Regions from separate parts of the Mus musculus genome. Here regions 1, 3, 4, 5, 6 and 7 are each linked to region 2. Evidence: chromatin contacts called from public promoter capture Hi-C data. All regions are on one chromosome and are shown on one strand. The core of a region is the stretch at or near the end of the contact, and the rest is flanking DNA. Distances in the headings are between cores, read along the strand shown.

Region 1 (3,391 bases), core at 488-2,987, 1.9 Mb before region 2:
GCTTGAGATGGTATCTGGACCATTTACACAAACAAGTGCTGGCTGATTGACATCTAACCCCAGTGTTTGCCTACTCTGGCTTCCAAGTAAAGCAAAGGGAGAGAGGGATTTTCATCTGGTTGCTCTCTAAGCCACCGCAGAGGAATTCTTAGGCAGCATTTCACTTTGCAGCGTGGGCAAAACACACTGCTAGCAATCCCTTAAACGTGGACAAGTGCGTGTATGCATGTGAGTGTGTGTGTGTGTGTGTGTGTGTGTGTGTGTGTGTGTGCGCGCGCGCGCGCGCGCGCGCACATTATCCCTGCTATTGCTATCATTCTATGGCTGCATGATTTTAAGTAGGATACCTGGCTCAAGAATGTGCTTCATAGTTAAGCTCATAAGGTCCCCAAGTTCCAGTGTCCCCATTTGTAAACTAGGCATGGTAGCCATAGTACCAGAACCCCAGAAGGACATTGTCAGTAGTGGGAGGGGCTGGCAGGCCATCCCGGAGCTCATACACTCCCCATCTCTCCAAGCCTCCCAGCCCCCCTGCTCTGACAACACCTTGAAGTTGTAGTCCTCTCTGAACATGAAACTCTTCTAGGTTCAATTTCAAACAAACAAACAAACAAAGGCAACGGCACCACTTTGGCCTGGGCATTACGGATGAAGATGATGACGACCCCACAACAATACTAATAGGAGGAGTGAATTCCAATATAAACCATCTTCACGGTCTCCCAGTGCTTTCTTTCAGAATACACGCATGCGTCACTAAATTTAGACAGAGAAAAGTCTTTTTTTTTTTTTTTTTTCGAGACAGGGTTTCTCTGTGTAGCCCTGGCTGTCCTGGAACTCTGCAAAGCAAGACAGACAACCGGGAGTCCCCAGGAGGCAAATTTCTCCCCAGTAGGAATGTCATTTGAAAAAAACAAAACCCTAAATCTTTCCAGGAAACCAAAACACAGCCAAGTGTGCTCAGCAGGAGGCCAGAATAAAATTTCTACCTTCCAGACTTAAAATGAAGTTTTAAATGAAGGAAACATTTGCCATGACTGTCCGTGACCAGCTGGGTCTCTTTATTAAAAATAATTTCCCATGTCACAGTCTGCAAAGGGGGGAAGCGGAAAGTGGAGGGGAGGGGCTCGGGGAGCGAGCGTACTCTTGGGTCTTTCCAAGCAGGGTGTCACCCCTGAGTGTGCACCCTTAAGCCCTAGGAGAGAAGGAAATCCGAGCCTGAGCACACAGCAGTTTTCCTTAGACAGGCCAGAAGGCTTAGAGTTCAGCCCTGCCTGGTGGGGGAAGGGAACAGACCAAGTTCCACTGTCCTACTCCACTGTTAGAAAAACAAATAAAGAAAAGCCACTAACCTTGCCTCGGGTCTGGGAAGCGAACCGGCCAGGGCTGAGTTTGTCTCCCGTGGCAAAAAGCCCCAAAATTAATAAGCTGAGCCACGATCGAGAGCTTGGCCAGCCAGCTCCCCCGAGCACATGGCATGGTTCAGTTGTTGGGGAGAAGAAAAGTTTTAAAAGTTTTAGCTCTCAGCTGCAGATATCCAGTCCTCGCCTGTGTCCGCACAGAAAGACGCCCGAGAACATGGTCCAAGCATGGGAAGGGAGCGGCCCGCAAGCTGACCAGGAGGCTCTAGTGGCTTTTTGAAGCCGATGGGACCAGAGAGCTTTTATTCTCTCCCTGTCCTGAAAGGGGAGTGAATGAGCTGACAGCTTCTTCTTCCTGCGGGCCAGAGCATGGACTGGGTCAGAGCCAAGGGGCTCAGCCCACCCCAGATCCCCACCCCTCTGCTTCCCCACCCGACAGGCCTCCAGCCAGCTAACACATTTTCCTTGGGGACGCCCTCCTCCCTCAAGCTCCTCCCTCCGGGCTCAGAGCCTGGGCATGCGGGCCAAATAGGGGAGACCCTAGACAGCTGGCCAGGAAGAAACTAGAGTAAGAGCCGTCAGAGGCTCCTAGGACAACACGCCCCCCCCCCCATCTCCTTTACACAGGATGAAATGTACTTACAAATAGTGAGTTATGGGCCAGAGGGGACCCTACTCAGCATCCTTCTTAGCTCCTCCCAGACCCTGAATGTACCCTATTCTGTCAAGACTCCCCACCCTCTAGCAACCTCTGTGCTCTTCTTCCAGGGCAGGCTAAGATTTCCACTTAACAACTAATAAGCAATTTTTTTCTCTTTGCCAAGTCACACAGGAAATGATCCAAGCTAATCTGCTGTCTTGACCCTGGACAAGTCTCTTCCTCTGCAGGAAGGGGTACGTGGATCAAATGCTTGAGAGGCCTTCTGTGGCTATAGGTCAGTGCCTGCTTTCTTTTCAAATCCTACCCTCTCTCTGTAATACCTCCACCAGCAGCACACTAGCAACATGCAGAAAGATTTCAGCCCCAACAGGGGAAGGCCTTGAGCATAGGCAGTGGCAGCTGCAGCAGTGTGTGTGTGTGTGTGTGTGTGTGTGTGTGTGTGTGTGTGTGTGTGTGTGTATGAGTGTGTGTGTGTATATGTGTGTGTATGAGTGTGTGTGTGTATGTGTGTGTGGTGTGTATGTGTGTGTGTGTGGTGTGTGTGTGTGTATGTGTGTGTATGTGTGTGGTGTGTGTGTATGTATGTGTGTGTGGTGTGTGTATGTGTGTGTGTGGTGTGTATGTGTATGTATGTGTGTATGTGTGTGTGTATGTGTGTGTATGTGTGTGTGTGTATGTGTGTGTGTGGTGTGTGTGTGTGTATGTGTGTGTGTATGTGTGTGTATGTGTGTGGTGTGTGTGTGTATATGTGTGTATGTGTGTGTGTGGTGTGTGTGTGGTGTGTGTGTGTATATGTGTGTGTGTATGTGTGTGTGGTATGTGTGTGTGGTGTGTGTGTGTGGTGTGTGTGTGTGTATGTATGTATATGTGTGTGTGGTGTGTATGTGTGTGTGTGTGGTGTGTATGTGTGTGTGGTATGTGTGGTGTGTGTGTGTGTGTGTGTGTGTGTGTGTGTGTGTATGTGTGTGTGTTTGGAGTATCCATTCAGATACTCACTTTCTCCTCATTGAGAGAATGTCACAGAGCAGGAGTTACCAGGCATCTTGAGAATGATCCAGGATAACCCAGCCAAAATTCTTTACCTCTGGGTTGAAACAAACACCCCCCACCCCCCAGCCCCCCCGCCGCCCTTATTCCATTCAGAAGGAATTTGGCCTCATGTATGGAGGGCTCTTTGGCTGACAGCCAATCACACACCTTCAGCAAGATGTCTGGCTACTAGGTGATCTTGCATTGGGTCAGGGCAGCCACACCATCCCCAGGGACCCAAAATGCAAGGCCCTAGATGGAAAGCCCAAAGGACTCCACACTGGGAAACATAGCTATCAAGACTTTCTGAGGGACACTGGCTCCTGTGTTTTGCTAGTGG
Region 2 (3,240 bases), core at 433-2,932:
TACACAGAGAAACCCTGTCTCGAAAAACCAAAGGAAAAAAAAAATAAAAAGAATCGTGTGTGTATCAATACAAACCTTTTCAGTATATTATGGAAATAGCTGTGATTAAAGAAATGCAAAAGAACACCGGTTTCATTATCAAGGCAAATCAGGAGGCTCCTAATTTCAAAGTTGATAGGCTTTCCTTTCCTAGAGAGAACCTTGTGCCCACTAATTTAAATATCCTAAGGTCTCTGCTAACTCTTAGCTGAATTCAGGGCTGTTTTATATTTACTAGAATTTACTCTTGAACGAGTTACATCCTAACAGAAAGGACAAAGTTCAAGAGAAGGCAAATGAGTTTTTCAAAGTAACAAAAGATAACTTTATACACTATTTCAGAAGGTCTCACTTTAGATACTTTCCATAACAAAACTGTGACTACATACTTATTCTCCTAGTCTTTCTTTTCAAGTAAAACCAATTTGCAAAAAGGTCTTTTTTTTTTACACCAATCTCACTCACAGGAACTAAAAGTTCATGAATCTCTTCCTCTCAAGAAGTAACTGATGCAAAGATTATGCTAGAAACAAAGACAAAACTGAGCATGAAGGATTTAATTCCACTATAAAACGAATCTTGCTCTCTCCACAAAGAAACACAAGTGTATGCAATCTAACATACTAAACCAATATTCTAATGTTTTTGATGAAGGTGGCCTGCTTTTTTCTCAACTCTATAAATCTTCATTTTTACTGGACTAGAAATGCATCCCCCTACCCTCTCCCCTGTTGCACAGTTTGCACACCTGAATTTTGCATGGTCATTCTAATCTAATCGCCCCCGACCTCTTCAGAGGCTAAATTAGCATAGTTTCTAGGCAGAGAGATTCTAGGACAGGCTGTGGATTGAGTCAGAGGCACCTAAACAGCTTTCAGGGTGGTCTCTCCTTGCAAGCGGAGCCTCCCTTTTTCCCTTTGGTATTTGGGAGACTCATCAAGGATCCAAGAGGATGCACGCGGGAACCACTGCTGGCTCCTGCCGCCTTAAAAATAAACCATCGCTCCTCTTGGAGCTGCGCTTTAGCTCGAAAAAGGCTTCCCCTCGCACGCTGATTTGATCTTCAGTGCCAGCCCATGAGGTGTGCCGCGTCCTCGAGCCTAGTTTACAAGTGAGGAAAGGATCGCGTCCACAGACCCAGTCCTAAGGGCCGCCCACTGCCAGGTGGAGGAAGGCGAATGGCAGGAGTGCCACCCGCAGCCTCTCACCTGGCGGGCCATCGAGACCCCGGAGATGGGCCTGGCGGCGGCGGCCACTCACCATCTGGAACTCCCCCCAAGTCTATGTCCGCCAGGGACTGGGCCGGGACCCCAGACCCTGACGCACCTCACGCGTCCCCGCCCCCCTCACGCTCACCGTCGGACCTCGCCAGACAGCGTCTGGAAGGGACTCAGAAGCTTCGCGTCCGCCGCAGCCTGCCGGGGTCACGGATCCTTCAGTCCCGGGCGACCGTGGCGGTGATCACCCGAAGGCCCGTGAGCTCCGGGAAAAGGAAAACCTGCTCCCAGTCAATCGGCTGACATTTCCCAGCCAGCCGGAGCTCCACCCACTTCCGCCTGCCTGTCCTCCTCCTCCTCCTCCTCCTCCTTCAATCCCGCCCGGCGCCGCAGGGAGTTGTGGGTATCTGGAGGGTTGGTCCGAAATCAGAGTGGAAGAACCCAGGCAGGACTACGAGCTAGGCTCGGAACTACAATTCCCAGCAGGCAACGGGGCGTCAGAAGGCGGCTGCTGGAGAGCGGGATGCAGAACTCCGCGCGCGCGGTGGTGATGGAACGTTGCTAGTTCGCGGGTCCAACTGCTGGGGCCCCGGGGATCACTCTAAGCCGAGCGCTAAAACAGGAGTCTGGAAGGCAGGCAGCGCTTCAATTAATTCAAGCATTCAAAACTCCTGAATCAGTGGACACCATGCATAGGTAAACCGATTGCAAAAAAACCGGACAAAACATGAATGAACCGTTTGAATTCTTTTAGGCCGCGAATGTTGCTTCTTGTTCAAATAATCTGGTTATGTGAATGTTTGCTTAGAGAAAAAGGATGGATGAATGCTTTAGTGCGAATATCAATGTGGAGTTTAATTTGGCTTCCTAATTAAGTTTTCCTTCCTCTACTTTGAGTCATGGTATCAGTGCCGTCCCTCTTTTTCCCTCCACGGGAAGAAATTATTGAGGCCTTCTGCGTGACCATAAATCCCAAAGCCTTTCAAAGTATATATGTTCCCGATTTTTCTCTTTCATTCTTGTATTTCTCTCGCTTGTAGGCACGTTTAAAAAATGCAGTACTGTCACTTGCTGGGACTTTTCTCCACTCCATTCTTTACTCTTCTTTCATGCCTACCTTGGAATTATTTAGGGGTGTATTTTCAAAAGGAATAGAGAATGTCTGCCCTTCTGCAGGAAGCACCTTCAGGAGATTCCGGACCAGAGTGGCAACGTCACCACCAGCTTCACGTGGGGATGGGATTCCAGCAAGACTTCTGAACTGCTATCAGGCATGGGTGTCTCGGCCTTGGAGAAGGAGGAGGTGGACAGTGAGAACATCCCACATGGACTGCTCTCAAACCTCGGCCACCCCCAGAGCCCTCCAAGGAAACGAGTCAAGGGCAAAGGGAGTGACAAAGACTTTGTGATCATCCGTCGGCCGAAGCTTAGTCGGGAGAACTTTCCAGGTAATGCACAACACTAAGATCCAAACTGTATTGTAATGGGTTGAACTATTTTGTTTTAACTAAATTCGATTGAATTATTTCCTTGGGGAATCTTTTTGGATCGGTGCCTAAAATTGCCTAGTTTTGGTGCCTAAAATTGCCTAGTTTGGAAGTGTGGCAGTGAAATGGATTCCAGTCATTAAGTCTTCAGGAATCTTGGTTGGTCTTTATCTTGTGGTCAACAATTGACTTGAAGCTTTTTTCCTGCCCTTTTCCTTAGAAAGGAATCTTCCTGCTCAAAGTCCAGCTCAGTACACTGACATATGGGAACAGAAGCAGGGATCTTAGAGGGTCCCCTTTTGTCTCTATATACTTCTTTGTATCTGAGCAAGCTTTGTATGGTAATGACTTAGATTATTGGTAGGCACATTAGGAAGGTAAATGTTACTAAGTAGAAGAGACTTAGATTGCTCCGCTTGCAAGCAGGCCCTTGGGGGTGTGGTGTTTCCCTTACTGTGACATTGCATCTACAGTCATAGAACCCTGAAATGTGGTCT
Region 3 (3,329 bases), core at 75-2,574, 1.8 Mb before region 2:
TTTCGCAGCCGATTTTAATGAGCATTCACCCTCCCCTCTAGCCCACCACCCAGCAGAGGGAGTAGAAAGGAAAAGGTATTAGGACACTGGGGAAATAGATCTGCTTAGAATTAGTCCTTTGGGGACAACTCCATTCATCACTGTCAGGATATCAGCAGTTCAGTCCAGTAGAAAACACCACACACATGATCCAGCAGCTGCAGTCACTACACACAAACCAGCAAGGGCAGTTCCATCCAGAAGAACCCACAAGGCTCGCCAACTGGCCTGAGGCTGAAGAAGCAGCAAGAAGTGGCAGCAATCTCATGAGAAATTCTTTGGTGGGTTTCTAGTGGAGTTCAGCAATGAAATGTTAGGCGAACCAATACATGTGTGTGGTTGGCGAAGAATAGTGAGGCAGAGCAAAGCAAACCAATGCTCAGGCTCTCTCTGTCTAAGGGGTTGTATTTATGTTCCTTCTGAACATCATGTATCTTTACCTGTTTGCTATAGCAACACATACTTTCCCCTGAATCTTCTTCAGGTAAGCATTCTTCCACTTGTCAGCTTTAGCAAACTATCCTTTCATCCATGTGCCCCAGCAAAACATCATTTGATATAACCGACTTTCCAAAAAAATCCGAAGTTTCCACTTCAGTGACCCGCCTGCCTCTGTCTCCTAAATACATCACTACACCCAGCTGAAGAACCTTTTGTTTATTTGTTTGTTTGTTTTTGTTTTTGTTTTGTTTTTCGAGCTGGAGAACCTTTTAAAGGGCACTAATTCTATTCCTGAAGGGTCCCGCCCTGCCTGTGCTGGGTAGGCAGGCATTTTGGAGGACAGCCTTGAAGCCTCTTCAAAATCACACAGTCAATAAGGAATGCACACTAAAATGACTGAACTGGCAGAGCACCGAGGAGCTCGCTCACACGCAGCTTCAGAAGTAAGGCTGCAGACAGGTCCTGTGGTAGCTCCAACTCCTTCCCTGCAAACTTAAGCCAGTGATCTGGGATTCACAGTTATTGTCATTTGAGAATTGAGGAGCTAATTAAAAGCACATTTAATTTAACATGGAGACTGTTGACTAATCTTCTCCCTGCTTCCAAACAAGGGGAGATTCATGTTACCATTTAAATTCCTTTGCTGTCACGTGGGGTGAAGGAACCTATACTTGGGATAAAGGGGATCCAACACAGTCTTCATGGAGAAAGAGCTGGACCTGAAGCCCACATTCATATTCTTTCTGCAGTTTACTACTAAGCCATTCTTAGAGATGGGGGCCGGTGAACAGCTCTTAGATTCCATTTCCTGTTCTTCACAAATGAAGGTGATGGTGCTGGGTCAGAGCGATGACTCAGCAGGTAATGGCATGTGGCACTGAAGACCCAAGTTCAGTATCCAGAAACCGTATGGTGGTGGAAAAGAACCAACCTCCACAAATTGTTCTCTGACCCCTTCCTCTCCCAAAAAAAAATAAATAAATAAAACAAAAGAAAAATATTTCTAAAGAAGTATACCGAAGGACTTATAATTATTTGTCTTATTTTGACTGCTCTGTGAACTTGGGGTACTCATTAACCAGAGCAGAGCAGGCCTTACTCTGATGTCCTCAAAACCAAATATGCAAACAAATGAAAGAGGAAAAAAAAAACACCTGGCACTTTCAATCACCAGTTAAAATACATTCTTAAAACAAAATAAGAAGAAAAATACATCAAGACCCCTTAAAGCTCCTTAGAAGAGCCCAAAGGATTAGCACAGCTCTTAGAAGTTTACCCTCTGTAGTCTGAGAGCCTTTGGTGCCTGTCTGGGCCACACTGCCCTTGACCCTACTCCTGCACTAGATAAATATCTATTGAAGTCTACTGTGAATCAGGTCCAGTTAGGCTCTTGAGACACTACAGTGAGCCCCAGGCACAGACACACTACACAGCCAGCTCTCCCAGCACCTGAGAGTGTTTGATTTGCTGCTCTGGGGCAAGTTATGGTTGACTGCACTGATACAGCCCAATTCCCTCCTGAGCAAATCAGTTTTACACTCAGTTGCTGTTCCCATGCATAAACGGAAAAACAAGACATCAGATGGTCCATGAAGTTTCTAAGAGATGTTGCAGAGGTGGCTGGTGTCTGTCTGTGCACTGTCTTCTTTGCTGGATGAGTGAAAACATCTTTGACTAATCAAAGGCTATGCTGATCCTTTCGTTTTGGATGGCAAATGAGTTAAAGCAACCTGGTGTTATTTGGTATTCTTTGTCTTTGGTTTGTATTTTGTGTGGCTTTAAGATAGTTTAGATGACATTGGACAGTTTGTGAAACTATGATGCTTTCGTTCAGAAGCCAGTCTTCCCCAAATGCTCACAAAGACTGAACTTCTGATGGGTGGCTGTTATAAACATAAATATTGTTGGGGCAGCCTGGTTGGTTTTTTAAGCTTTTTATCCTTTTAGGGACAGCCCTTCGAACTGCATCAAGCTGTGGTAAGATAATCAATTCTTTAAGATTGCTAGAGAATGCCATAGGAATTCATAGGATGTCCTTTGCCTTCTGAAAAAGGCAAGATCTGGAAAAAATTAATAAATCAATAAATCAGCTTGAGAGTCGTTGCCCAACAGGTGGCACTGTTACTCTGCTCCAAAAGTCACAGTACCATTTGGCTGGGTTTCCAGAAGCAAAAGAATTAACTTTTTGAGTTTACTGTAATAAAGAATGACAGACTAGCCAAGGCTGCATTCTGTGTTAGAACACTTGCATAGTCTTATACAAGGCCCTGAGTTCACACTCGGTGTTGAGGACAAAGACAAGTTATGGTTGAAATTATTGGACAACTTTCTGCTCAAACTGCAGTATAAAATAAAGGAACTTTTTAAAGTGTGTACCAGGGATGCCTGTCCAAGGAAAAAACTGCCTTTGAGGGATGAACATGGTGGATTTTCCAGGAGTGAAAACTTTAGCAGTTAATGATTAGACTGCTCTCCTAGTAATCTCATAGATGCAAGGAGAAACACCACCAATCTAAATCATCATGGCCAAGTTAATTAGAGCAAGCAATTACTTAAAGCAAGCTTTGTATTGGTGTACACAGACTGCCACCCCCTAAGGTAGGGTTTGAGAGGTCAACATTGGATGTGAGAAACACAAGGTTTTTATAGTTTAGGGGTAGGGAGTCCTCAAATGAAGGATTTAACAGGCAAAAAGGGAGAGGGCTATAGGAACAGAGCATGAGTGTAGTTATGCATAATTACCTCCTGAAACATAGGATGACTGCAAGGTGGTCATAACAACAGGCAGTCATAATGACCCTTCTGCAACAAAGGTACAATTGCGAAATGGCTATTAATTTTTGTGAAGC
Region 4 (3,424 bases), core at 889-3,388, 1.8 Mb before region 2:
AGGGTGGGGACAGAGCTTAAGGACAGCAGTTCTAGCAAATCAACCCGTTTTAACAACCACGTTCTCTCTGCCAGATGCATTAACATCTTCACATTTTTAAATTCGTGTTAATCAAGGCTGGGGCTAGAAAGAGAGCTCAGTGGTTGAGAATATGTACTGTTCTTCCAGAGGACCCAAGTTCGATTCCCAGCACCCACCTAGAAGGGTTTGCAACCTACCATGGTCCTGCTCCAGGTGATCCAGGACCCTCTCACCAGCATACATACTCACATGCATATAACCACATACACACATAATGAAAAATAATTAAATGTTTAAAAAACCCTTGTTAAGCAATGTAACTGTACTTCCTGATTTTGGAGCCAGTTCAAATTATTTTAGAAAAGCCTTTCAAACCTACCTGATAAAGCCAAATAGTTGATGTCATGGCCAGCTACTTTGGAGAAAATTCCCGATTGGCCAAATCCGCTCAGCCTGGCATAGATGAGCTTTGGATTGTCCTGCAGTAGAGTCTCTGGCCCAAGCTGGAGTTTCTCCATGACACCTTTAGAGGAAAGCAATCAATTGTTTTGTGGTTGTTGTTTTTGTTTGCTCCTGGGACAAGGACTGAGGTGCATATATCACATATCAAAATAGACCTGGCTCCAGGTCCTCCTCGCAGCACCCCTCAGTTCCTTCCTGGCATATGCTCCAGCCCCCAACCCTGAACTTTCCATCCCAGACCTGGGCTGCTCTTCCCCAAGAGGCTCTTCTCTATACAATCCAGACATTTTAAGCTCCCCATTCCTCCTCTTCCTCTTCCTCCCCCCCCCCCTATGACCTTTCTTTCTCTCTCCTTCCCTATCCTTCCTTTCCCCATGGACACTTCCCTGGTCCTTAGGGCCAGTGAACTGCTAGAGAGGAGCTTCCCAATAAACCTGCCTTTAATATAATCTAATCTGGCTTGAACTGGCTCGTTTCACACGCAGAAAAATAACCCTAACCTATCAGTTTTGTTTTTAAAGAGAGCACGAATCAAAGATGGGAATAATTCCTTTTACGGGGCAAACCAAAAACACACTCTTGCAAGTGATACTAACAGTGTTTGTTGTGATTTTGGTGAAAGTTGTCAGAATTAAGAGTCAACTGAAGAAACTAATCACACTGACCCACCCTCATCTTCAATTGGAGCATTTTTACATTGTGACATAATCTTAAATGTTACAGTACTGTCCTCAGATATGCTTGTGAGAACTAAAAGAGTTAAATATAAATATGCCTAGACACCCACTCCCGTCCCACTTATTGTCAAATTTACTGTCGTCCTGGTATCTACCAGGCAATATTAGTAAGGGGCTGGTTGGAATGGATTCTCTGAGCTAATACAGAAGGAATGCCTTCAGATTTGGTTCAGGGTTTGTGACAGTTGCAAATACCAATGTACAGTCGGATGGAGGTGCATGCCACCAAGCATGCAAGTGCTCAAAACTGATACTGTTAACAAATTGGTCGTTTGTCTACAGAGCACTAAAACAATGTTTTCATATGGCCCAAAGTAAATGAGGTGATCTTGAAGCTGGAACTTGGAAATACCAGCAATTAGAGAAAGGTTAACCATGGTCTGTGAATGGCTTTAGAGCATGGGTATATCACATATCAAAGGGTCAATGACTCTATTCCTATGTGAAGCTTTTCAGTCTATCTCTTGCACTAGATTCTCGTACGGTTCAATACCTCCAAATAATAAAGGCAAATCTGGGGGGGGGGGAATCAAGCAAATTAAAAGTCTTAAGAAGGAGTCAGAGAAGCTGGGAGAAATCGGGCAGGAGGGAATGTCATCTCGCAGCACCGCAGGGCTCACCGCAGCGGAAGGGCTCCAGCAACACGTCCGCGCGTGCGCACATGCGCCGCAACACCGTGACTCCCTGAGAGCGCTTCAGGTCCAGCGCTAGCGAGCGCTTGCCTCGGGCCAGAAAATTCTCGCCCGTGGAGCCCAGCCGGTTCACGCGCACCACCTCGGCGCCGAAGTCCGCCAGGACCATTCCGCAGAACGGCCCCGGGGCCAGGCCTGCCAGCTCCACAACCCTGACGCCACGCAGCACCATGGCCAGCCTTAGGGTGAGAGCGGAGCGGCTCGGCGCCCGAGCCACAGTTTATCTGCCCCGCCCCCTGCACCCCGCCTCGCCCCGCCCCGTCCGGGAAGGCTGCGCGCTTGCGCACTTCCTGCCCACCCTAGCATTGGATCAGTTGGTTTAGCTGCTCAACTTTGGTTTAGGTCATGAGTTGTGTCCTTGACCCCATGTTGTGCGAGTCCTCTTCGGACACTTTCATCGAGCCACCTGAATCGCTACCCTCACCCCCCAGTAAGTGATTAAAGGCACTCAACTCCTTAGATCAATGTAAGAAGGCAACCACTGGGTGTCTCCCTCGCCGCCCTGAAAACTAGTTGTCATCCTGCAACTGTTTGAAACCTCTCCTAGATGCCCATAGGGCCAGGGGTGTAGACCAGTTGCTAAATCCGTGCGCGGAGTCCAGCACCGCTTAAAACGCCGGTGTTGTGCACGCGGATAATCCCAGCATTTAGAAGAGTCTGGGATATCAGAATTATTCATCTCAGGTTAAATGGGAGAGTTTTAGAAGTCAGTTTGGTTTGTCAGCTGTCAGTTTTACGGACAGTTACAATTTTGAGTTAGAAACTTTTTTCAGCCTTTAAAATGCAACAAAATAATCACAAATATTCCATCCTCATTTACAGGTCCTTTTTCCCTTAGTAATGGGGGGAGCTTGCAGGTAGCCAGATGCAGCTCTAGGAAACTGAATAGAGCCAGACTTGAATGCTAGAAATCTCCCATACCCATTCTTAACAAGTGAGGAAGATAATAAAAGCAAAGGCGAAATGCTACATAGTTGTAGCCAAAACACTTTTAACCAGCTACTGAGTTTTAAGATATTTCAGGGAAAGGGGTCTGTGCTCTCTCAGAATGAGCAGCCTCGTGGTAAAGGCAGACAACTTCCACATGGTCCCTAATGCTCTCTGCTTGTCTGATGCTGTCTCAAGTGCCTACCCTTGCTCCAGCCTTGTTCTGTCCTATTATTTCCTTTGCATTTTGATAAACTGGAATGGAAAAATCTCATGGAAAGGTATGGCTGACTTCCACATGGAGACATTAACATTTTATCAGGGTTGCTGCCTTTCTATTTTTCTGAAAAAAAAAAAACAAACAAAAACAAAAAAACAGTGGTACAGATGTGGCTTGAATGACTTAAGCTTACATACAGGATCATGTACACATGAATCACAAGTCTTAGCCAGCATAATGTTTTACAAATCCTCCCAGAGTAGTGAGTTATCCAGAAGCCCCCCGCAAAGCAGACTGTGTGATAGGAGATCTCAACACTGCAGATCTTTTCTCTGGCCAAAATTCTCTTCTAAAAGCTAATCAGG
Region 5 (3,477 bases), core at 428-2,927, 1.9 Mb before region 2:
TGACAGCTACTCTTTGAGGCACCCCTTTATGCAAGTGTGGACCCACAGTTGTACAGAGGCACCCAAACATGGGGCTCCTCAGTCTCTGGAGTACCTGACTGCCATCCTAACTGTTTTGTCAAAATACAGATTGCTGGCCCCATTTTCCAGGACTCTGACTTGGCCGGTATGGGGAGTGAGTATGAGAATTTGTGGCTCCATCGCCCTTCCATGCACACTTTTGAATGGCCCAGACAAATGAAAACCTTGTCTATCCCCAACCAACCCTCTCCAGTTCCTTTGGTTTATCGAGACAGGCACTGTAGCGCTTTTAACACCTATGTAAGATCCGTTCTATCTGTATGCTCTGTCCATCTACCGAATCTGTCAAGAATGATAAAGTTGTTTCCCTGATTTATAGTTTGCTTTGTTAACCTAAGAGTGGTGTGTAATATATGAACATATTTGAAACATTCCTGTATAAAAGAGAAAAATAAACCTCTCCTCTCTTTCCTACCTCCAGTACTTATATTTCCTATTTATATCTCACACTTCCATATTTGTACATCCTCCTAAATATATAAAAATGGTACCTGCTTGAGCTGTATCATACTCATTCACTTCCTACTGGCATAAATGGTATTGAAATATGTGCCCCTCAGGGTCTCTTTTCCAATATACTGTCACCAAGTACATAGAATTTAGTAGCTAATTTGCAGCTAGAAATATTGCTTTAACACCAAATTCTTCGTCCAGAATTTGCAATGCAAAAGCACTCCCAGAGCTGACAGGCCTGTGCCCTAAACCAATTAAAATGTTAAGCACCCAGAATTAGGCCTTATTTGTACACAGCAGGTAGTTTGTTACAAAGGCTTATAGCTGGACAATTTAACAAAGTCTTCCATGAGGCATAAGTGGCTCAAAACTCCTTCGACTGGTAAATAAATAAAAATAATTTTTAAGAATATAATTTGATGAAATAGATATAAGCTCAATCCCATTTTTAAAACCTTGCAATAATAAAAGGCAGCGTCGAGATGGTTCTGGAAGTAAAAGCCCCTCAGCCCCAGGCTCGGGGTCATCCAAAGGTGGGAGGGAGGTCACTGCATGCTGAGAGAGAGAGAACGTTAGTTCTAGCCATTTTCTATGCGGCATTAAAAAATACTGATGACATTTTAACCCAGCAGTTAACTATGGGATCTGTGCGATCCACTTACCTGATACGACCGCATCTCCATTGAGGTACAGAGCCATTCCCAAGAGCATCATAATGGCCAGAGTCAGGATGTATGGTCTCCGGCGACCCCAACGGGCCCTGCAGTGATCACTGGCTGATCCCACCACAGGCTGGAGCAGGAATCCCAAGATGGGGCTTAGGAGCCACACCATGCTGTACAGGCTCTTAGGCAGGCCCACGCTGAGCAGAACTGGAGTCACATAAGCTGCCTCCACCGCATAGCAAAACTCTCGGCCAAACATGGCCATGCTGTGCATGACAAGTCTCCCTGTGGATCTCTTGGGTTGCTCCACAGAGCCAAAGGGGCAATCCTCGGCTAAGGATTGATAGGTATGGGTGTCAGTCGGCCCATTGCTTCCACTCATGACCACGGAGAAAATAGCCTTCTTGCGTGGTCCTCAGATTTGTGCTCCAAACCGGGTCTGACATGGAGCCTGTCAGAGCAACCAACAGAGATGGTCAGGCTGGAGGAGGGGCTGAAATTCTTTCATGCCTCCAAGATCACAAGTTACGGTGAGAAGCAAAGGGGGCGTTGGCACTCGGAAGCATGACAGAGATTAGCTGCTGTGAGCCCTCGGGGTCCTTAGAATGCTTGTGCCTCTCTAAAGATCTTCCTTCACACAGTCAGTCTCTCTCTCTCTCTCTCTCTCTCTCTCTCTCTCTCTCTCTCTCTCTCTCTCTGTCTGTCTTTCCACACACACAATTGTACACCTCTTAGTTTCATAGCTTAAAAATCATAAAGTTTCCTTAGACAGAGACTAACTAAAAATGTAAATAATCCAATAATTTCTATAAACTTCTCTCTATAGATCTGGATATTCTGTTTTCCAGAATTCACACTTTCTACCCAAAGCTTAAAAGACAAATTAACTAGAGCTAAAACTGTGCCAGGCCCCAGTCTTCACCCCAACCACTGGCTGTCACTTAACTCCGTGAACTTTTCTCTCTCGCTGCACTCGGTGCTTTTTACATCCTGTGTTAACCGGTCTTGCTCTCAGGACAGAGATCAGGTCGATTTTGGTCGTTATGGCATCCCTAGCATCTAGCCTTGCACCTCTTAGGTCCTCCCAAAATATCTGCTAACAAACAGGAGTTGAATGAATAGAGTATATACAGTCTGTTTTGTACCAGTCACCGCCTACTTTACTTGGCCCTATGGGACTACATTTCCCAGGTTCCCTTGCTCCCTGGCTTCTAGGCATACTTGGACAGCAGGAAGCTTTGGTGAAAAGTCAGGGGTGGGAAAACAACAAGCAAGCAAACAAACAAACAAAAAAACCAAGTATGTCCCAATTTTCTTCATCCTGAGATATTTTTGGCATTGACTGAATGCCCACTATGAATCTAGTAGTTGTCTAGTAGCCACACTGGACTGCTGGGTCCCTTTAACTCTCCGTAGCTATTGTTACTGCAGCCCTAGGTCTAGTCCTGGCTCTTTGATTCTGCTCATACCGGGATAGCCTCACTATGTCATTTTATTACTCATATATATATATATATATACATATGTATATATATATATATATATATATATATATATATGAGAGCCTTTATTACTCTTTATATATATATATGTATATATATATATATGAGAGCCTTTATTACTCATTTATATATATATATATATATATATATATATAGAGAGAGAGAGAGAGAGAGAGAGAGAGAGAGAGAGAGAGAGCCTGTTACATATTACTAATGTTACTATATTACATTGATTTGTATCATAAATGCATTCTTCTAATTAAATTTTCTCTGTTTTAAAGACGTCAGGTGGGTCACATTTTCCTTACTGGATCCGGCAGGGAAAATCTTTTAGGAAAAAAAAATGCCTTTAAAAATAGTTCAGGAATAAGGCTTGGTGGCAGAACTTTAAATTCTTGGTGTGCCTCGTCTTTGCTCTTCCCGAGGCAGATCCTAATTTGATGTTTCTCAAACTGTGTATCAAGGCACCCAAATATTATACACAACTCATGTGTATATTTAAACCCAGAATATTTAAATTTTGAAATCAAGTCAACGGTGAAACAACATTTTGGCAGCAGATTTGAGGCAGTTCAAGCTTTCATGGTAAGACTGTTCTATAATCCCTTCCATTTAATTTTTGTGAAGCTGGGTTTCCAGGTTTCCTAAAGCAAAAGAGGAGGAGGAGGAGAAGGAAAAGGAGAAGATGGGAGAAGGAAGAAAAGAAAGAGAAGAAGGAGGAAGAAGAAGAGGAGGAGAAAGAAGAGGAGGAGGAAGAGGAGGAGGAGAAGGAGGAG
Region 6 (3,313 bases), core at 581-3,080, 1.0 Mb after region 2:
CGCATACTCAACAGAAATAGTTTAATGTGGAAGCTGCATTGTTGTCATCATTGATTGATAGCAGAGTGTCTTTTTAAAATGATGTTTATGGTGATAAATACCAATTCTAATGGGGTGATGGAATAGCTATTTTTTTTTCATTTTCTCTAGTGCTTTTCAGTTTAAAGTTTAATATATCATGAATCTCAAAATTTCTTCTCCTTGACAATTGAGGAGCTGAAACTATTACTTATGAGCTTAAAGGTTATGGATACATAATATCATTCATAAAGTTCTACTCCAGTATCTAATGGCTGCTTATTTATGCTCAGAAAAGAAATATTAGCACCAATAATAACATATTTGAGAGTAGGCAAAATAAATTAGCCTTACTGGTTGAAGTTCAGGGTAATTTGTCACTAGTAATCTCTTGAGGCAAACCCAAACTTCCTTGCTACAAATTATATACATCTTGTGCATAGGAAAAGTAACTTGCCTTCACAACCATTTCTTCTTATTAATTCATTTAATAACCACTCAAGAGTGCCTGCCCAGCCATTATATTATGAAGACAGACTAGGGTATCACATGGTAGGTGGGCCTTATTTAGTTGGAGGCCTACAAAGTTCTACAGATGCTTTCAAAAGCAGGAGAGATTTAATTTGATAGTTGGAGATGAGCTGGTTGGATCAATGACTTGGTGAAGAGTTAAAGCATTCAGGACTATGTGTTCTGAGGCCGCTCCCTGCACTAAATGGGAATGTTGAAAATGACAAGATTGGAATAGAAAGGTTTTGGAAGTCAGGCTAACCTTTTATTAAATTTGTATTTTTTTGTGGTGGAGATCCAATACAGACCCTTAGCCTTGTCTATGCTAAGCAACCACAGATCTACAGCTTCTTTGTACTAATAAATTTTTCTTTTACTCTAAGGACAATGGAAGCATTAGATAATCATTATCAATGAACCATAGACAGAGACAGGAGTCTAATATTGGGGCTCAGGAGTAATTTTATCAAAGAATTTTCATTCTTGAGTGGACTACAAGGCTCAGTAGGAAATTGTCTTTTCTGCTAAGCTTGTGACTTGAGGTCCACCCCCAGAACCACATAGTAGAAGAATAGGTCTGCAGGTTGCACAGTAAGGCATGTTTATACCACGTCCACAATCATTGAGTGCATGTGAAAATGAAGTATTTTCACTTGGCTTGGTAGCACACATCTTTAAAAGCTTGGGAGGCAGAGGAATCTAGATGGGTCTCTGAGTTCTGGGCCAGGCATGGATTACAAAATGAGAGACTCTGACAAAAGAAAAATTCAACCAAGTATTTGTTTTAGACTTTAAAAGTATATTAAATGATGTGTCATTAAGAATAGGAACAGAGTTGTAAAGAAACTAAAATAAATTGGAAACACAGTAGTTATGTAACATGTAACATTTGGAACCCTTAGTAAACAAGGCTAGCCTAGAGAGTGGAGACTGAGGGCAAGCGCTTTAAACATTCCTAACAACTCTTCAGTTTTCTGGCATCTTTATAACTAGATAGTGGTTTCTTCAAGCATACTGAGAAGATGGGCAGCAGTGGAAGTTTCATCATGTACGTCAAGTACATTACGAATATAGATAAAAGTAGCATGCAAATAACAAGATTCTGTTGATTTCCTTAGAAACGTGCCAGGACTTTGCTTGAGAACGCATCTGAAACCACCGAAAGGTTTTAGGGAACTCCCAAACTAGACCTCCTCGTGGCTTGTCAGCGCATTCCCTCCGCACCGCTAGGGGGCGAGAGTCCGAAAGCCTGCCTACCCACGCAGCCGGGCCGCTCTTGGCGACGCGGTCTCGGTGACGACACTTCCGTCGGGCTTGCCGGGAGTCGCGCGCTGCTGCATCCACGGAGGCGGTGGGCTCGGGCAGTCATGGAGCACTCGGGAACCAGCGAAGGTGGGTGTGGGTTAGGCGGGCCAGCCGGGGTGGAGGGCCGTGCTGGGCACTGGAGCGCCGGGCTGACGGCCGGTCTGTCCTTTGTTTCTTGCTCCAGTGACAGGCGCAGACACGGCGGGACCCGACCCTCAGCTGGCGGTCACCATGGGCTTCACAGGATTCGGTGAGTGACTGCCCGGGGCAGAGCCCAGCCCGACTTCGCCCGGGGCTTGCGAGTAAAGGGTAGGAGAGCTGCCACTTTTGACCGGCGCCTTCCGCCGTGCCAAATCCGAATCGGTCCCATTTAAACTGTTGAGACCAGTTCAGGTGACAGTTGGAAACCTTGACGGAAAGGGATTACTATGGTGACCCAGTCTGAGAAAGACATTTAGTGGCGACCATTAAATAACATTTTGGTGGATATAGCGTTTCTTCCTCTTCAGTCTTAATGTATACCCTGGTCTTGTCACATTATTAGGTGATTTAAAAGAAAAAACAGTCTCAAAAGACATAATCATCTGTTAATAGTATCAGTGCTAGAAAAATCAAATGGAAATTGACCTGTAATTTGTTTTGGGAACAAATGTCTCTCTGATGTACCTAGTTCTCATTCATTCATTGTTTCATTTATTCATCTACTTAGCTTCTTCTAGGTAATTAGTCGATAAAAGGGTAGTTACAGTATTTACTTTTTTTCTTTCTTTTCTCCCTTCTTTTCTTCTTTTTCCTTCCCTCTTCCACCTCCTCTTTTCCTCTTCTTCCTATTCATTCTCCTCTTTTGTTTGTTTGTTTGTTTTTTGTTTTTTTCTAGACAGGTTTTGTGTGTGTGTGTGTGTGTGTGTGTGTGTTTGTGTAACAGTCCTGGCTGTCCTGGATATCACCCTGTAGACCAGGCTGGCATCGAACCCGTAAAGATCTGCTTGCTTCGGTCTCCCGGTTGCCTGGATTAAAGGCTTGAGCTACCACCACCCGGTGGATTTATTTTTTTAAAAGATAAATGTATATATAGTTATATTTCTGAGCGGTTGTTTTGCCTCTATGTCTGTGCACCATTTGCCTGCAGTACCTATGGGGGCCAGAAGAGGTCACTGGGTCCCATGGAACTAGAGTTACAGATGGTTGTGAGCCACCTTGTGGGCCCTGGGAACTAAACATGTCCTTTGCAAGAGCAACAAGTGTTCTTAACTTGTGAATCATCTCTCCAACTCCTGTTTTTGACTTCAGAAAATTAGGAGAATCACGAAGAAAAGGAAGTCAAATCTGTTTTTTTTTTTTTTTAGATCTCCTGGTGCATATTAAAATTTAATATCATATTTATGAGTAAACATTGCTTTTTAAGACAGTATTTTGCGATTTTCATGTATTATATTCTTCCAAAACATGATTTTTTTTTTGAGACAGGGTTTCTCTGTAT
Region 7 (3,384 bases), core at 768-3,267, 1.4 Mb before region 2:
TGAGGACCAGGTTGTAGCAACTCCCACTCTTCCACCTTTGATGCCAGGGCTGGCATTGCTCTCAATGACAACTTTGTCAAGCTCATTTCCTGGTATGACAATGAATACGGCTACAGCAACAGAGTGATGGACCTCATGGCCTACATGGCCTCCAAGGAGTAAGAAACCCTGGACCACCCACCCCAGCAAGGACACTGAGAGCAAGAGAGAGGCCCTCGGTTGCTGAGGAGTCCCTATCCCAACTTGGCCCCCAACACTGAGCATCTCCCTCACAATTTCCACCCCAGACCCCCATAACAGGAGGGTCCTAGGGAGCCCTCCTTACTCTCTTGAATACCATCAATAAAGTTCGCTGCACCCAAAAAAAAAAAAAAAGAGTGAGTGTGTGAGTAGACATACAAGAACTAACTATGGTGACTAACGGCACTCCATTTCAGAGTTAGCTATGGTGACTAACAGCACTCCACTCCATTTCAGAGTTAGCTATGGTGACTAACGGCACTCCACTCCATTCCAGAGTTAGCTGTGGTGACTAACGGCACTCCACTCCATTCCAGAGTAAGCCAACAAGCCTCAGTTCATACACATTACTAAAATTTACATTTGAGGGACAGGGTTAAGATGGCGCGGAAAGAAAAAGAATCGGAGACTTGTAATGTTGAGACTTTAAGGTTGTGTGACTTTGCTTTGTAACTTTGCAGATGAAAGCAACTTGCTTCTTTTCTGTTCAGGGCTAGTTAAATGGAGGCAGACTCATCATCACCTTTAGGAAGGGGAATTTAGTGTCAATTCTGGTACCACACTAACAGTCACAATGATCGGCAAAAACAAGTATTTGGAATAAAGAAACTTTCCCTTCACAGGTTTAAGATTTTGACTTGATGGTGTCTGACTTTATTAAGGGAAATGAGTCTTAGATAATATAAAAATAGACTCTTCTTTTAAAATGTTAAATATCAGTCATGGGGTCACAAAAATCTTCATAGAATCCTAGAACCAAAGAAGCTTTAGAGAGCAAAGGGTACATGTACACTTATAGTGTAGTCAAAGCAACGGATACCCACTGGATGGGACCTACACCAAACCTAGGAGTCAAAACGGCAACCCTCCCATCCTGAAACCACGTTTATCACTCTGGCCATCATTTCATGCTGAAGCTTCTCTTAGAAACCAGAGAAAAAGACAGGCTGGGATCTTTCCAGACGTAGGCACTTTAGGGTACAGAGTTAACCCTTGATTGACAGACCATCAGCGTTTATCACATACGAAAGCAAACTCAGTTAAATCCTCCTGCCTCGAAAGGCTTTCTTGACATTCTAGAGTCAGTGATGAATTTCCACTCCAGATACGTAAGAACAAATGCAAAGCATACAAAATAACTGTGAATTGCTTTTCTCCACAGGCGTTCTTTTTAAAACAGGAGGGACTTACCTGCTCAGTTGTTAAGAGCCTAGTGCATAGTATGATTCATTATATCACTTTCAAATGTGTGCCACAGCGAGTGTGCTCTTGTGTGCTCTGTGACCTTGTGGTACAAACCTGCGTGTGGTGTTTGCCACATGTGCCTTTCTCCCTGAAATCTTAACCATTGGACATGTATTGGCCCATTCCTGAATCTCCCTGTACTGTTTTCTTCAACAAGCGTGACTCTAACCCTTACCCAAGGAGGTAACACTGACCGTGACCCTAGAACACCTGGAGAATGAACGTTGCTTCAGGAAAGGGGAGGACTGGCTAGCCAATCATTGCTGAAAACTCGCATAGACATGGCAGTTTTAAAACCATCAGGCCCCTGAAGCCTGCAGCTCCTTCCTTTCTTCCACGGGATCTTCCTTCATCTTCAAGAAATAATGTCCTTGTGCGACAAGGCACTGCAAGACCACTCAGCAGCAGTAAGGATGAACGCCAGGGTTTGCCTTGGCTGGCCGAAAGTGCCTCCTTTTGGTGCTCCCTGCATCAACCTTAAGGCAGTGTTCCATTCCCATGGCAACGCATTGTCTCCAGATCCAGAAGCCCAGCTTCAGCGAGACTCCTCATGGCCCGGGCACCCGCACAGGCCCGAGGTAGCAGAGGTCTGAACTGCCTGGCCCGGTGAGCAGGCTGGGAAGGTGTTTCTGTGTCAGTGAGCCAGAAGAGCTCACCAGCTTCTGGAGCAGGGGCCCAGAACGCAGGCAGGGAAGATGGTAGCCGAGCTCCAGGGGCGTCCACAGTTAGGAAGCAACAATAGAAATGCCAGGGATGAGCATCGAGAGATTTGTCCTAGAGGGGGGCCAAGTGTGGTGTCCTAGTCCATCCAGGATCCAGTGCAACTGCGTGGGAACTGTGTGTGGGGCTTTGAGAGTTCAGAATGTGAAAAAAGTAGGACTTAGAAAAGGGAAGTTAGCCCTTCTGTCCACCCCCTATCCCCACCCCACCCTTTTTCCCCCCCAAAGTTGGGTGTTCTGGAGCCTGGATCAAGGAAAGTTACCACAGTATTCTTCAGGGTACGACTTGGATGGTGTTATTAATCAGTAAGGTGTGCATTTAAGGGTTAGGGATAATATAGAGAAATACATTCCACAAATTATTAACCACATCCCGCATCTTCCCACGGGGTCACTTAGTCAACAGCTGACAGTAGCAGCCTAAGTAGTTTTAGCCTCTTAACTAGAACTTCCGATTAAATAGTGACATGACTCCTGGAAAAGAAATTTTTTATTTGGCTTTTCCTTAGCGCAGCCAAACAATATTTGGGTTGAATAGGTCGCCATAGTTTGGATGATCCAGTAGAGGTAAAAGGTGTGTGGTTTAAGAAATGCTTTTAAAAGAACTTTGGAGATGTAATCTAGAGTAGAAGTTAGGGAAACTAAATCTAACCCTGATAAGCACCTTCAGTTTTTCTTAGGAGTCTCTAAACATGGGTCTGCATAGTCCGTTTGTAGATTTATATTTAGCACTTTTAATTTAAAGTCAGTAGCATCCACCGGAGGGCAATTAGAACAGATGTCTAAGCCCTTTCCCCCAAAGCTTACCTCACACGTGACTCTTGGTAGGAAGATGCAAGCCAACCCCATCTGCATTCCAACTGTTAGCAATGACGCCGACTGGGACTTCTGCTTCCACCTGTAAGTACTGACAGTGCCTTGACAAGATGCAGCTCACTGGCCAGAAAGGGTAGGACTTCCCATTTTAAGGAAAGCCCAAGTCAAGAGCTCTGTGAGCACTTTCCACAGAAGAGAAAGGTCCACAGCTGGACTGTATGTTAATATTAAGCATCCAGTCAGGTTGACAACCTCTCAAAGAGGGACGAAAAAAATTTCTTTTCTAATTTATGAAGATTTACAAAAATAAAGATTTACAAAAATAAAGATTTACAAAAATATGAAGGTTTACAAAAATAAAGCA

What was found. Promoter capture Hi-C pulls out the DNA fragments that hold promoters and counts their contacts. Capture Hi-C pulls out chosen DNA fragments and counts their contacts.
Region 1: a promoter capture Hi-C map of cranial neural crest shows a contact between it and region 2. The contact joins the promoter of Adamts12 here to the promoter of Skp2 in region 2. A contact is called at or near these places in 3 of 39 promoter capture datasets (cranial neural crest, hippocampal neurons and pre-B cells) and 1 of 115 datasets of contacts at active chromatin or transcription factors (large pre-B cells).
Region 3: a promoter capture Hi-C map of pre-B cells shows a contact between it and region 2, with 12 times the contacts expected there. The contact joins the enhancer-like site here to the promoter of Skp2 in region 2. A contact is called at or near these places in 5 of 39 promoter capture datasets (the 3T3-L1 cell line, the C10 cell line, cranial neural crest and 2 more), 1 of 15 datasets of contacts at CTCF or cohesin (large pre-B cells), 3 of 484 Hi-C or Micro-C datasets (cortical neurons, embryonic fibroblasts and muscle stem cells) and 3 of 115 datasets of contacts at active chromatin or transcription factors (embryonic forebrain, embryonic stem cells and large pre-B cells).
Region 4: a contact with region 2 is called in a promoter capture Hi-C map of pre-B cells, with 7 times the contacts expected there. The contact joins the promoter of Amacr here to the promoter of Skp2 in region 2. A contact is called at or near these places in 10 of 39 promoter capture datasets (the 3T3-L1 cell line, 3T3-L1-derived adipocytes, the C10 cell line and 5 more), 6 of 484 Hi-C or Micro-C datasets (CD4 T cells, CD8 T cells, LSK cells and 3 more), 4 of 115 datasets of contacts at active chromatin or transcription factors (astrocytes, large pre-B cells, microglia and 1 more) and 2 of 9 other capture datasets (adipose tissue and liver).
Region 5: a contact with region 2 is called in a promoter capture Hi-C map of hippocampal neurons, with 4 times the contacts expected there. The contact joins the promoter of Slc45a2 here to the promoter of Skp2 in region 2. A contact is called at or near these places in 2 of 39 promoter capture datasets (hippocampal neurons and pre-B cells) and 2 of 115 datasets of contacts at active chromatin or transcription factors (large pre-B cells and pro-B cells).
Region 6: a contact with region 2 is called in a promoter capture Hi-C map of adipose tissue, with 3 times the contacts expected there. The contact joins the promoter of Wdr70 here to the promoter of Skp2 in region 2. A contact is called at or near these places in 5 of 39 promoter capture datasets (the 3T3-L1 cell line, hippocampal neurons, liver and 1 more), 2 of 484 Hi-C or Micro-C datasets (B cells and CD4 T cells), 2 of 115 datasets of contacts at active chromatin or transcription factors (astrocytes and embryonic forebrain) and 2 of 9 other capture datasets (adipose tissue and liver).
Region 7: a contact with region 2 is called in a promoter capture Hi-C map of embryonic stem cells, with 4 times the contacts expected there. The contact joins the promoter of Ttc23l here to the promoter of Skp2 in region 2. A contact is called at or near these places in 7 of 39 promoter capture datasets (the 3T3-L1 cell line, the C10 cell line, embryonic stem cells and 3 more) and 2 of 115 datasets of contacts at active chromatin or transcription factors (large pre-B cells and pro-B cells).

What each region holds. Positions count from the first base shown.
Region 1 is chr15:11,063,119-11,066,509 of GRCm38.p6, reverse strand. It overlaps Adamts12 (a disintegrin-like and metallopeptidase (reprolysin type) with thrombospondin type 1 motif, 12), which reads right to left and starts at 1,737. Exons shown (of 24, transcript NM_175501.3): 1 at 1,353-1,737. The coding sequence starts at 1,479.
Region 2 is chr15:9,138,896-9,142,135 of GRCm38.p6, reverse strand. It overlaps Skp2 (S-phase kinase-associated protein 2), which reads left to right and starts at 1,682. Exons shown (of 10, transcript NM_013787.3): 1 at 1,682-1,952; 2 at 2,433-2,704. The coding sequence starts at 1,945. It overlaps Lmbrd2 (LMBR1 domain containing 2), which reads right to left and starts at 1,566. Exons shown (of 18, transcript NM_177178.3): 1 at 1,396-1,566.
Region 3 is chr15:10,900,561-10,903,889 of GRCm38.p6, reverse strand. No RefSeq gene overlaps it. Among named protein-coding and RNA genes, the nearest start is that of C1qtnf3, 50 kb to the left of the region's middle. Within about 2 kb of position 1,324, at least 9 of the 459 cell types and tissues checked have an H3K27ac peak or open chromatin away from gene starts, as enhancers often do.
Region 4 is chr15:10,980,470-10,983,893 of GRCm38.p6, reverse strand. It overlaps Amacr (alpha-methylacyl-CoA racemase), which reads right to left and starts at 2,138. Exons shown (of 5, transcript NM_008537.4): 1 at 1,841-2,138; 2 at 401-544. The coding sequence starts at 2,084. It overlaps Gm34315 (a long non-coding RNA gene), which reads left to right and starts at 2,261. Exons shown (of 3, transcript XR_383838.4): 1 at 2,261-2,342.
Region 5 is chr15:10,998,921-11,002,397 of GRCm38.p6, reverse strand. Slc45a2 (solute carrier family 45, member 2) reads right to left here and starts at 1,677. Exons shown (of 7, transcript NM_053077.3): 1 at 1,197-1,677. The coding sequence starts at 1,581.
Region 6 is chr15:8,097,726-8,101,038 of GRCm38.p6, reverse strand. Wdr70 (WD repeat domain 70) reads left to right here and starts at 1,830. Exons shown (of 18, transcript NM_001081402.1): 1 at 1,830-1,920; 2 at 2,018-2,083. The coding sequence starts at 1,896.
Region 7 is chr15:10,557,302-10,560,685 of GRCm38.p6, reverse strand. Ttc23l (tetratricopeptide repeat domain 23-like) reads left to right here and starts at 2,017. Exons shown (of 13, transcript NM_001378877.1): 1 at 2,017-2,091; 2 at 3,033-3,104. The coding sequence starts at 2,036. It also overlaps the pseudogene Gm8174.